2 separate regions of the Pan troglodytes genome follow, and region 1 is linked to region 2. A link is a contact called in public capture Hi-C data. All regions are on one chromosome and are shown on one strand. The core of a region is the stretch at or near the end of the contact, and the rest is flanking DNA. Distances in the headings are between cores, read along the strand shown.

Region 1 (3,099 bases), core at 502-3,001, 530 kb after region 2:
ATCAAGGTACTTCTAAAGGTAAACAACTTCTCTTTCCATATCAGGAGCAAAACTTGAAATTTGAAACATATGATTTTACTATAACCTTTAGATAGTAAAGCTTGTATTATATTATATTATATTATATTATATTATATTACTATGTTGTAAAGCTCTTATCTTTACTGTCTAAGTGAACCTTAGACAGTAAAGATAAACCTCCAAATTGTCTGAGTTTCAAGTAAAGCTTAGATAATAAAGACAAAAATTTTTCTTTAGAGAAATTTAAGGATTATGATTTAAGGGAAGTTGCCATCTATCCAAGGAGTAAAAATAAAGTGGAAAGGACCTCTGACTTGAGGGATAGAAATCAGACAGGGAGAGCTACAGAAGACTAGACAAGGGAGAAGATGATCATGAGTCCCTGAGTTTATCCCCAGCACAGGGGCCAGGTATATAGAGACTGGAGGGTTTTGCAGCAGCAGAAATTGCCACAAAACTCCAGGCACATTGAGACAGAACCCACAAGCATTTTTTCCATGCTAGTGCCCTGCTTTCCTAGGCTATCCAAGCTGGCCTTGGAGTGGTAGAACAACAAAGGGAAGTGTCCACAGAGACAGGCCTGCTATGGGACAACTGACTCCCACGGTGCTCATATGATGTGGAAGGAGTCCAGAAGCTCCTGAATGCCTCCGGGAATGTGGACCATGAGTGCTGGCTGGTGAACTTACTCAAGGCAACAATGGGCCAAGCTGGGGATGGAATGGAGTCCCTGGGAATCTGAAGCACCGCGAGAGCCAGCCTGGGGCCTGATCAACAAGAGGTGATGGCCAAACACTTTGGAAACTGTTTCAGAGCAACACGCAAACCATGTTTTCCTCTGCCCTCATACCACAACAACAATCATCAACATAGAAGAAGACTTCTGTGACCAAAGTGTGGGGGTTTTTCCCCGGGTGTCCTCCAATCAGTTCTAACATTATGTACCCAGAAACAGCAACAGATATCACATATGAAGGGCTCAGTCCTACAAGTCTGCCCCCTTCTCCCACCAGCCTCAAGTCCAGGCCTCCAGAACTCCTGACCGATCAGCTTCAAGTTGGGGTTCCCATGACCCTATCTTTGGGTTTGATTTATTTATTAGAGCAGCTCATAGAACTTACAGAAACATATTTACTGGTATGTTATGAAGGATATTTTAAAGAATACAAATAAACAGCCAAATGAAGAGATACATAGGGAAGGTCTGGAAGCATGGACAACTGTGTCGCAATGTGACTGTACAGAAAGGATATGACCTGAATAAACCCAGCAAGGCCTGCCTGCTCAGGGTTTTCTGGATCTCTCTGTGCAGCATTCCTTCCTGCGGAGTATGGGGTAGAACCCACTCTGGAATGAGGTTCTTATGACCCACAATCAGATGAGAGTCCTGCCTTGGGCAGGTGAAAAGAAGGCAGGAGAAGGTCAGAGAGAGAGATTCCATTTTCTGAGGCCTGTTCCTAAGGCCTACAGTACCCCAACATTGTGAAAAAAGAATATAACAAAGATTATGAGGTTTCTGAGCTAGGAACTGTAGATGAAAACCTGTGTGTGTGTGTGTGTGTGTGTGTGTGTGTAATCATATCACAAGAGCCATCATCATGCCTCACCCATCCTGGAAGAATACAATCTGAGTGGAGTTACAACAGCCATACGCTGCTCAGTAGCAGCTTTAATGTGAATAGAGGCTGACTCCCAAAGACCAGGTGGGATGAGCTTAACTAGAGCCCCAGAAGCAAGCAAAGAAGGACAGCACATAAATTGCCCACCTCTCCCCTGCTTCCTGGATACCATTAATTCACGCAAACCTTCCCTTGCTTCCAGACTCTATCTACTCCCTAGAGAGGGCAGTTAGAACATTTGAAGTGTCAGATTATTTATCCAAAACACACAGAGTTACCTTAAAATCCAGAGCCACATAAAATCAGCCACCCAAAATTTGAAAAGTACATACTCTGGCCCATCTGCATCGTAGGTTATCAAATTTGACTCCTCTGTACTACAACTGAGTATGCACACTGCTATAGGAACTAAGAAGGTCATTTTTTTTTCAGACGATGGAGTTAGAAAAGGCTTCCCACAGGAGTAACATTGGAGGTGAACTTTGAAGGGCAAGCAAGAATTATCCAGCTATGAAGAAACAGAAGTGTATTTCAAGAAATGCAAAAAACATGAGTCAAGGGACTCTGGTAAACTTAAGTACAGCTTGTTCAGGGAAAGCAAAGTTGTCCGAGAGAAGGATTGAGCTTCCATGCAAAAAGAAATCAGGTTGAACAGGAAGGCTGCAGGGCCTGCCTATGGCCGTGAGGGTTACTCCTAGGACCTCTGAGTGGTTGGAGGCTGAAAAACAGCCTTTGCCCTGCTCTCTAAGGGCCCTGTGTACTCTACAGCAGGACAGGGTACACCCTAAGGATGAGACCACCTTTTAGAATGCAAAAAGGCTTGATTCTTTAGCTGAGCCTTAAATCGCAAGGCTTCCTATGCCCAGAGGGAGTGACTTCTCAATTTTGCACAAAGTCATCGTGTAAATTAGCAGGGATTCTTTAAATATGGTCAGATTATAGAAGGCCATGCAAATTTCTTTAAAGGATTTGGGTTTTAAGTAAGAACAGTGAGGAGCCACTGCAGGGTTCTGGGCAGGGGTATGACATGGCAAAAGAAATTATTCCAGCAGCAGCTGTCTGCAAGGCAGATTGGAGCCGAGAGACTCGGGAAGTTACCACAGTTGTCCAGGCATGAAGCAAAAAGGGAAATTTTACGGTATCCATGGCAACTGAAGGGGAAAAATATGAAAATTATTTTGAAGGCAGAAACAACGAACTTGATTACTGATTGGGTATGAGTGCGTGGAAGAGGCAGCAGTAATAAATGACTCAGGGGTTTTGAGCTTAGGAAGCTATGAGAATAAACCTGAAATGGGGACGCTAATCAGGAGAGCTGCTTTGAGGGAGAAAAGAGAGTTTGGTTTAAGACATGTTGAATTTCACATAATGATGAAATGTAGAAGTGGAAATGCTCTCTATACATGTAAAAGGACAAGACTAGGTCATTCTTCCTTTTCTTCATTATTTTTTTCTCTCT
Region 2 (3,047 bases), core at 213-2,712:
CATCAAGTTCTGAAGGTTATCATATTGCTCCCAGGCATCAAAAAAGTTTGTGTGCACATACCTGGGAAGGTAAGGCCTTGCATGTTAACAGTTTGCTTTGAGTATCTTATACTTTATCAATGATGTACATCAAGGGGGATGTGCAATGTATTCAGGAAATTATTCGAGATATTCAGAAAATTCCCACATACTCAAAGAATGCCTTATGGTTACCTTGAAGATCCTGTTTTTATGCTGCCCTGAAATTCTAGACAGTCTCTGACTGCTGTTGTTTCAAAGTGGGACACATCATTGTGCTAAAAACTCATTGAAAATGGCTCCTTTTTAAATCTGCCTCAATCTGGCTTTCACTTCCTTTTCTAAGTGAAGAAGTACAAATAGCTTATCCTATAACCTTTAGACACTGCACTGTTTGACCAAACTATACTCTCCAAATTCATCTTGTAACGTGAAGTCCCACACATATGGCCTGAACATCACACTCTGGATTTTTGTTTCCTCTGTCTCTTTTACCTTCAACATGATGTTCCTCAGTCTCTGCAAATCCAAATCTTAACAATCCTATGGTGTCTGCTTAAATATGGCCTTCTGCTTAAAAAACCCTTCACTGATAATCCCAAACAAAAGTGTGCTTGTTTCCTCCTTATGTTGCAAAGAGAGGGGAAAAATAGCAAGTAAATTCAGACAAATCTGAGAACAGTTCTACCATTCACTTACTGTTAGACTCAGACATGGTGCTTAATTTTGCTAAGCTTATTTTTCTTAACTCTCTAAGATGGGGAAAATATCCACCTCCAGGATGATTATAATAAAAATACTGTATTAAAAGTTCTAACATTTACAAGGTCCTTGATAAATGATGGCTTTTTTATGACCCCATGTACAAGCCATTATCTTCTTATTTTCTATACTGTTTAATGCCCAACCAATGCCTGTGTTACTGTTTTGCTCCCTGCACTTCCCTCTTCTTAAGGACAAGGGTTATGTCTTCCTTCTTATTGCTTTTCTCTGCATTTTACAGATGAGGAAACTGAGGAACCACACGATTAAGTAACTTGTTCAAAGGCAGACAATTAGCAATACTGGAGTTGAGATTTGAATTTATTTTAGGAACTAATTTCTAAACCCCTACCCTGTGTGTACTTCCTTGTCTTAGCCTGGCTTCCCCCTGGAAATAAAGCCTGAGACCAAGGTTTATTTGCCACTGGGTTGAAGGAGGTGGGCAGGAGTGAGGGACAGGTGGGGTGAAATAGGAAAGGAGGGACAACTGATAGAGTTGGACTGGTGCTCAATCCCACCAAATCCTCTAAGTTTCAAAACTGTGGCTTGGGCAATGAAAGGAAGCACCGGTTATGGGTTAGCCAGAGTTAACTTCTTGCACTTTTGGTTGTGCATACTTAGCAGAAAGGCAGTACCCTCTGGCATCCTACCAAAAGCACTCAGGGAAGCTCCGAGGCAGGAGGCCAGAAGTAAGCAGTCCAGGACCACGAGAGCAGTATCTGTGAAAATTGGGCAAAAGTTTGCAGAGAACTGGTTGCCACCACACCAGCACTGAAGTTAGAAATGGGCAAGGTGACTGTGAAGGGGTGTACAAGAGGTGTGCACTACGTGCCTCTTAGCAAGTAAAGGAGAGAGTCAACGTGTGCTGAAAAGTACTGTAACCAGGAGAGTTTTCCTGAATTTCACCTAGATGTGAAGATGACGGATTTGTTTGTTTATTTTAGGAGCATTCCTGTGTAGGAAAGAGTATTAAGAATTCTTGCCAAGGCTTGGTGCAGTGGCTTATGCCTGTAATCCCAGCACTTTGGGAGGCCAAGGCGAGCGAATCACTTGGGGTCAGAAGTTCGAGACCAGCCTGGCCAACATGGCCAAACCCTGTCTCTACTAAAAATACAAAAATTAGCTGGGTGTGGTGGCAGTGCCTATAGTCCCAGCTACTTGGGAGGCTGAGGTGGGAGAATCACTTGAACCCGCAAGGTGGAGGTCATAGTGAGCCAAGATCGGGCTACTGCACTCCAGTCTGGGCGACAGAGCAATTCTCCATCTAAAAAAAAAAAAAATTCTTGCCTCAAATTCCTTTTAAAGAGTTTTTTATGGGAAGGTTTTGGGCTCATTTGTGTTTTGAAACATGTCAAGTACATGAGATTATGGGAGAAGAGACATTTTCTGAGATGTTCATCTAAATCCACAGAAAGAGAAGCCTATGTTAGAAAGTTACATGTATTAAAAAGTATGACTTGAATTCATAATTCTTACCATACAGTAGAATGTTCCTAAAATAGAAATGCAACACAGTTTTAAGTTTTCCTGAGTCTTCTTTAGGATTAGGCCCATTGTTCTCTTAGAATTTTTAGCCTTTAAATTCACAGGTGCTGATTTTTATCTCCTGGTCTGTGAACCTTCCCCTCAGGGACCATCTTTTGAATCAAAAGTTCATTTAGGACCAGAGGGAAAAAAATCTATTCTTTAAAAGTAAAATTGTTGCAAGTAAGCCAGAAAGGAAAGTTATCTAACCTTGTCTGAATCATGGATCATCCATTTACTTTTCAGCAAAATGTCATGCAGATAGCATGGTCATTTATATCATTCAACAAGAAACTTAAGCTGAATTAAGGTAGTGAAGTTCAGTAGAAAAAATGTCAGAAAGACCAGAATTTGAATCTCCACTGTGCCAATTCTAAAAACTGTACCAACTTTCTTACACTAGTAAAGCTTTCTGTGACTTAATTTCCTCATCTATAAAATGAAGATATCGTCATTGCAAAATTATTGTGAGGATTTGTTCTTCACAAAGTTGTGAAGATTACATGAAATTGTATACGTGAAAGGACAAAGTACACACATAAACATGAAGTATTATTTTACTTTAAAAAATGGCTCAAAGTTGTTAATAAATTCATGGGGAAACTAGTGTCAAAAGCCTGATTTTGAATTGGGGGAGAACTTGTAGAAGGACTGGCTTGTTAGCTGAGTTTGGCCCAACGTACCCTGTCCTTTGTCTCCCCTGGCGTTGCATATTATTGAAAAAAAGATTTTTTTTTTTTTGA

What was found. Capture Hi-C pulls out chosen DNA fragments and counts their contacts.
Region 1: a contact with region 2 is called in a capture Hi-C map of stem cell-derived neural stem cells, with 9 times the contacts expected there. The contact joins two enhancer-like sites. A contact is called at or near these places in 6 of 7 Hi-C or Micro-C datasets (blood, induced pluripotent stem cells, a lymphoblastoid cell line and 2 more) and 1 of 1 other capture datasets (stem cell-derived neural stem cells).

Annotation. Positions count from the first base shown.
Region 1 is chr9:97,800,375-97,803,473 of NHGRI_mPanTro3-v2.0_pri, forward strand. No RefSeq gene overlaps it. Among named protein-coding and RNA genes, the nearest start is that of FAM76B, 93 kb to the right of the region's middle. Within about 2 kb of position 1,752, at least 6 of the 24 cell types and tissues checked have an H3K27ac peak or open chromatin away from gene starts, as enhancers often do. A contact at or near this core is called in stem cell-derived neural stem cells, where this site is marked.
Region 2 is chr9:97,273,854-97,276,900 of NHGRI_mPanTro3-v2.0_pri, forward strand. No RefSeq gene overlaps it. Among named protein-coding and RNA genes, the nearest start is that of SESN3, 69 kb to the right of the region's middle. Within about 2 kb of position 1,463, at least 1 of the 24 cell types and tissues checked has an H3K27ac peak or open chromatin away from gene starts, as enhancers often do. A contact at or near this core is called in stem cell-derived neural stem cells, where this site is marked.